Linked DNA regions of Ovis aries: region 1 is linked to region 2. Evidence: chromatin contacts called from public Hi-C data. All regions are on one chromosome and are shown on one strand. Each heading gives the region's core, a stretch centred on a gene start, on an enhancer-like site or on the middle of the called end of the contact. The rest is flanking DNA. Distances are from core to core; before and after follow the strand shown.

Region 1 (3,113 bases), core at 273-2,772, 290 kb after region 2:
CCTGGAGTAGGAAATAGCAACTCACTCCAATATTCTTGCCTGGAAAATTCCATGGACAGAGGAGCCAGGCAGGCTATAGTCCAAAGGGTCGCAAATAGTTGGACATAACTAAGTGACTAAGCATGCATAGGATCATAGAATAAAATAAATGAATTGTTTTGTTAATGTATCGAACACATGCAGACTCTTTCCTTATTGGATAAGAAAGCCTGACGTCGCATGACTACAAATACTGACACTTGGCTCCAGTGCTTTCATTGGTGATAGCTTTGGAGTCAAGTCCCCAGGACACAGAGCCACTTGGCAGCTCTGGTGATATGGCTTCTACAGGCTGAGAGAGTATTTCCATTCTCCAGTGGTCAGAGCCATCGAGGCCCCAGGTTACATCTGATTTCTGGGCTTCCATTTCTGTCGGTTGGCTCTCTGCTATAGATCTCTCTAGGTCTCTGGCTGTTGTGCTTGAGAGGTTAAGTCTTGATCCAAAAGGCTCTGGGGGAACTTTACTGTGTGAAGACAGAGTGAGAGGAAACAGCTGGGAGCGCTGCTGTAGCATATTTGCAGCTTAAACAGCGCTGCAGCTTTGGAAAGGAAAACACTCGTTATTGGCACGTGAGGGTCTGATCTCTGGCAGATGTGGACACACATGCGAAGTGTGTAACCGCCGCAGCACTTCGTTTGTGGCGTGAGGCCACGCGATTCAGAATGATCCAGAGGCTTCCAGCGGCCGTCTAACGTGCCCCACACTTCTGGCAAGGCCAAGTGCAATCATCACAGAGAGATGAGACTGCCTTATGACTTTTAGTTCGAAAGGCAATGCGTCCAGAGGTGGAACAGCCCTCCCTTCTTGAAAACCTCCTCCTATTTATGTAAAAGATACATGCCTTTTTCTTATTGTGGTTAAACGTGCATCACAGAACCTTTACCGTTTTAACCATTTTTCAGATTTGTCTCTATGAAGTCACTTCTCAGTGGAGTTAGGGATCCCGTATCACCTACCTATTGTTCTTAAACCTTATGTGCGTCTCACTTTATTTCTGACAGTACAGGACTTCAAGATCCTCTAACTTGGCTTTTTCCAATCACAAGCCTTCCATCATATTTGGGGCCCTCATTGAGAATGTCACAGGGCAGTTGATACCAGAGCTTCAGGGGGCTTGGCCATGAGGATAATTGTGGAATAAAGCCAGGGCTGACCAGCAGGGAGAGTGGCAGGAGGGGGGAAAAAGTTCACAGAGCTGTAACTTAGAACACTGGTTGCCCTTTATCTGTTTTCCTTTTGCCTGTACCCAGTGATTCATTTAGACCCTGGGGAATGAGGGAGCAGATGAAACATCACAGAATGAAGGCAGCTCTCTCTCCCTCCCTTTTTTTTCCTTCCTAAACCCTTCAGGCTCAGCGGGACATCATATTTGAACTTCGAAGAATTGCTTTTGATGCAGAGTCTGAACCAAATAACAGCAGTGGCAGCATGGAGAAGCGCAAGTCCATGTACACCCGGGATTATAAAAAACTTGGCTTCATAGTAAGTAAGCCATCTCCAGTGAGCTCTCTCCTTCCAGCCCCCAGGGGCCTGACCTCAGCCTCATAAGCGATGTCTCCTCTGAGCGTGTGGTCCTCCTGTGCCTTGCAGAATAGTTCCCACATTTTCCAGATGTTTAGCTGGTTTGAACAGGATCACATGAAAGTCTCCTCTGGCTGCAGCGGAGTGGAATAACTTGTACAAGTGTGACTAATACTGAGCTTGTTTATTCAGTTCTGATTAAGTGTAACCAAGAGTAGTTAGCCCGGAAAGCATCTAGACTTCGTTAGATCTACTTCACAGGAGGCTGAAGATTCTGTTTAAATTAAACAGGTGATGGCAATTGTGAGAGAAACCTTATTTGGGACTGGTGACTGGGTTATTCGCATATGCCGATTCCATATCACAATCGGATTGAGAGTCTCCTGAAATTTAATCATGGTGTGACATGCAGTTTATATTGTCCTAAAAGTTTTGTCTTGCTATGGATGCTAATTAGTTACCACCTAGATTTTCTTTTTACTTAGTTTGCAGATCAGAACACAGCCTTGTCCTGAATATAATCTGTTGTTTTTGTTTCTGCTTCCGGTCCATTTTTGCTTTCATCATTATCACATTTCTATATGACCTTTGGCTTATTAACCTCAAATTCTGCAGGTGTAAATTTGGGTTTCTTTTTACCTCCTTCATAACCAACATGAATCAGACTTTTGTCTTCAGTAATTAGAAATCATCGGGCATTATTTTATAACTGCAAATACTCTTTCCTTGAATATACTTACACACACACTAATGTTAATATTCATTTGTACACATTGGTATTTATGCTTTATTGTTATTTGGAAAACCTTATCTTTTATGGGAATTCTTTGAAAATGTTTCCACATCAGTTATATGCATTGTTTTCATTGCTAAAGAGTTGTTTTTATATGAGTGTACTACAGTTTATTTAGCCAAGCTCTTTTACTGAGTATTTCAGTGTTTTAAAATTATAGATGAGTCAGCAATTAACATCTTTGCCTCTCGGTATTGATGTACATCCTTGATCATGTCATTAGGATAAATCCATGAAACTAACATTTCTATGATATATATTTTTAAAGCTTTTGATATCATCAAATTGCTTTCCATAAACACTGGGTAATTTCTACTTTAACCATTGGTGCATCAGAGTAACTTTTTTATAAACCTCTCTAATAATATTTGTAAAACTAGAAAAAAAATAATAATTTGATGTTATTCCTTTTTTACTGGTAGTCTTAACATGTTTTTTCTAAGAAGAACACTTCTGAAGCATTGTATTCAGCTTTGCAACTTGCTTTACAGAGCTTCATTTTTATGCTGTCATATCCCAAATTTTGACTTTGACCTTCCATTTAATCTTTTAGCTGAATCTGTTTTTCTAAATTTTAGCAAAAAACTCCAAGACTGATGGAGAGGTGAGAGTCCCTGTGCTTGGTGTGTGTCGATGATCAAGGTTCCAAGGTGGCCCTGGTCCTGCTCTCACCCACCGGTGTGTTGGCAGACTCTTTGCTAGGAGTTGCCTGTCGAATTGTGGATGCAGCTCACATTCTACCTCTCTGACAGTTCCTTC
Region 2 (3,109 bases), core at 512-3,011:
AAAAATATGTATACATATATATGTATATATATAAATATATTCACCTCCAGGGAATGCCAAGCTGACATTCACCCTTAGGCACTCTGGTGGCTATAACTTTTGTCAATACTGCTGTTTTGGAGACAAATCCGTTTTCAAAAACTGGAGTTAAGAGCCAAAGACATTACCAAAATAAAACAATAGCCACTTCAGGACGTCCTTGAGTACGATGACCTTGCAGGATGTGATTGTTATTATAGAACGTGGTGTGCTTGATACTTTGGCCTTTTTATTTTCTTGGCTCAAACCAGAAATGCCAACCTCTCCATCTATTCTAGAATCTCTGGCATGTTTATGGGCAGAAAATGGCTGATGATAGGTTTTTGGTCAGATGATCTTCAGTTAGACCTGAAACTCACCTGCTATTTTAAGAAAATTTTGTAAGATCGTCACCTAGCAAAACACACCCCAACACACGCACACACACACACACACACACACACACACACACTACTTTTCATAAAGAATCTGCCCCAACCTCACAATTTTATCTGGAAAAAAGTCAAGCAATCGTGAATGCAGCTATTAACACTAACTTCAAAATTATAACAAGGTTCAAGTGGATATAAACGTTAGAATAAAGTGTCCTGTGTATAGTGATGTTTTTAATAATATGCTTCTAAAAACTAAGCTTTTCATGTGAAAATTGTCAAATAAATAGCTGTGCTGATTTCTAAAGCAATAAGTAGCTCATGGATTTCATTATTTGCTACAGATTTTCAAATGAATTGATTAAAAATTACATCTGACTACCAGTCCCTGAGAGACTCTCTAATTTTCCACTAAAGTACATACAAACTTGCTTTTGTTTTAACAGTCATAATACAATTAAAAAAAATAAGATACTACTTTATTCAAACTCCTCCCCTACTTACAATTTCATCTTCCCCTTTTCCTTTTTTTTTTTTTGTTATTCCCACCTTTTCGCATGCTTTATTTTTTTAAAATTTACCTCTTTCTGAAACACTCTAGGGTCTAATGTTTTCTTTCCCTTTAACAAATAGGGCATAAGTATGATTTCCAGTGTTCCTAAACAAGCCATGCCGAAAACAAAGAAATGTTATCTTGTGTCCTCATAGTGGGGAATGTTTCAGGTGGTGATAATTTCCAAAATCCTATAAGGGTTTGACAGGCCACAAAGGAACACAGTCCAGGTATTGGCTGGATAGCTTAGATTTACTTTCCCCCCTTTCCTTCCTAATAAAATAAACTTCCCACCTATTATAACCAGTGCTCTCCCATGCCTCAGGCTCACATGTCCCACCAACTCCAGTTCTTTGAATGACTAACTCTGTTTATTCTTCAGTACTCAGCACAAGCATTGTCTCCTCCAAGACTCATTGTCCATTGAGTGAAATAAAAACCCATTCATGTGGTGTCCTACAGCGTTCTGTAGCAGTAGCTCAAAAACCTTTCCCCATTGCATTGAAACTCTCTTCCCAGGTCTGTTTCTTTTCTGTTAACCTAAAACAATAAAAGGTCCAGTTATTTTTCCAGCACAACAGGCTTTTTACTTGGAAACAGCCAAGAATTGCAATTCTGGACATGCAATTATGATAAAGCACATGCAAGTCAGGTAAAGCAAGGGAGAGAAGCTGTTATAAACACAAAGTCCAAAGTACAGCAGTTTTTTTTTTTTTTTTGGCTGAGCTGTTGTCAGGCAAGAAGAAAATCTTTCCTCTTCCTGCTGGCCCTGTAATGTCGCTTTCTGCCAGAGATGCAAGGTATGTCTCTTCCTACTGGGATCTGTGCTGGCACAAGTGGTATATGCATGAGAGCTCCCCTCCTGGCCTCCCAGCTCCGTTTTCATGAAGTTTCCCATTTCATTTTCACAGCTCCCCCTCAACTGAGAATTGATGTGAACAATTCAGAACAGAATTGATGTGCTGGTGTAGTCATTCCTAACTCGAGAGTTTACCATGAAATGATTATTTCCATTTTGTAGTGGATAGTTTAAAATGTCTTTAAAACATTCTCAAATTAACAGTAAACTATGTAATAAATTATACAGCACAGAAGACAATGGCTCAGTTGTTTCAAAATCATGTTTAATATATATACGCACATCATATGTGTGTGTGTACACAAAATACTCCTGAGTTAAAATTAACCCAAAATACCAACAATTTTCAAAGCAAATTCCTAGAAATGTTTGTTTCATGAGCTACTCAATGAAAAAGAGAAAGCTGAAATCAAATATTCTGAGATATCCTACACTAAGAATCCCGCAGACACTTTTGAACACAGTAGTTCCAACAGATATCCGACCATGACGCAGTTTTGCCAGGTACACTTCTGAACAGACTACGCAGACTTACCTACTCTGTGGACACAGGTTTTGAGAAATGTTGCATGACTTATTCTAACCAGCCCTTTACACGGCGGACAGGTCAGACCTAGATGTCCCAGCATCCATGGAAGATTTTTGTTGGAGTGGATTGTGCTCCTACCACAGCAAAGAAGAAGCAGTCGACACATTCCATGTGGTACTCTGTTGGAGGACTACCTAGCTTATCTTTTCCAATCCTAAGAATTCTGCTTTTCTTTCACAGGCAGTCCTTCTAATTCAATGAATAATGTTATCTCCTTTTGGGGGGCATGTGTAAAAGGATTGTTAACTATTTTGAAAAGCACCCATCTGTGACAATAGTCATGCTTATGGTGGCAATTGATTGAGATGATTTGGGAGAGGATGATGTCTCACAAATAGGAGGAAAAAAAGGGCAGAGAAGCCCCCTTTTCTTTATAATATGAGATTTATGTCTAATACCATGTGTTCATATTTATATCATATTTGTGCATAGTATCATATTTAAAACATGTTTTCCATTTAGCTTTTCTAAAATTAAAGCACAGTTTGGGGAGTAGATACCAAAATGCACTGCTAATTTAAAACTTGGGGTGGAATAAGGACAATTTAGCTTTTACTTTATTCATGAAATCTTAGCACAGGAAATGCTACACTATCATTTGTTTGTGGCTTCATCTTCAGCACAAAATTAGTTTTCTGCCTGGTGTCATTTGTCAAGTCATCTTTTAAAGTAGTAATTTCCCCACATCCCTTATAAAG

The links. A called contact is a pair of places that touch in the nucleus more often than the background predicts.
Region 1: a contact with region 2 is called in a Hi-C map of hypothalamus, with 3 times the contacts expected there. The contact joins two enhancer-like sites. A contact is called at or near these places in 13 of 16 Hi-C or Micro-C datasets (blood, hypothalamus, liver and 5 more).

Annotation. Positions count from the first base shown.
Region 1 is chr4:61,689,834-61,692,946 of ARS-UI_Ramb_v3.0, forward strand. ELMO1 (engulfment and cell motility 1) reads left to right here. Exons shown (of 23, transcript XM_060414767.1): 14 at 1,391-1,522. Among named protein-coding and RNA genes, the nearest start is that of ELMO1, 230 kb to the left of the region's middle. Within about 2 kb of position 1,523, at least 4 of the 54 cell types and tissues checked have an H3K27ac peak or open chromatin away from gene starts, as enhancers often do. A contact at or near this core is called in hypothalamus, where this site is marked.
Region 2 is chr4:61,401,655-61,404,763 of ARS-UI_Ramb_v3.0, forward strand. No RefSeq gene overlaps it. Among named protein-coding and RNA genes, the nearest start is that of ELMO1, 58 kb to the right of the region's middle. Within about 2 kb of position 1,762, at least 9 of the 54 cell types and tissues checked have an H3K27ac peak or open chromatin away from gene starts, as enhancers often do. A contact at or near this core is called in hypothalamus, where this site is marked.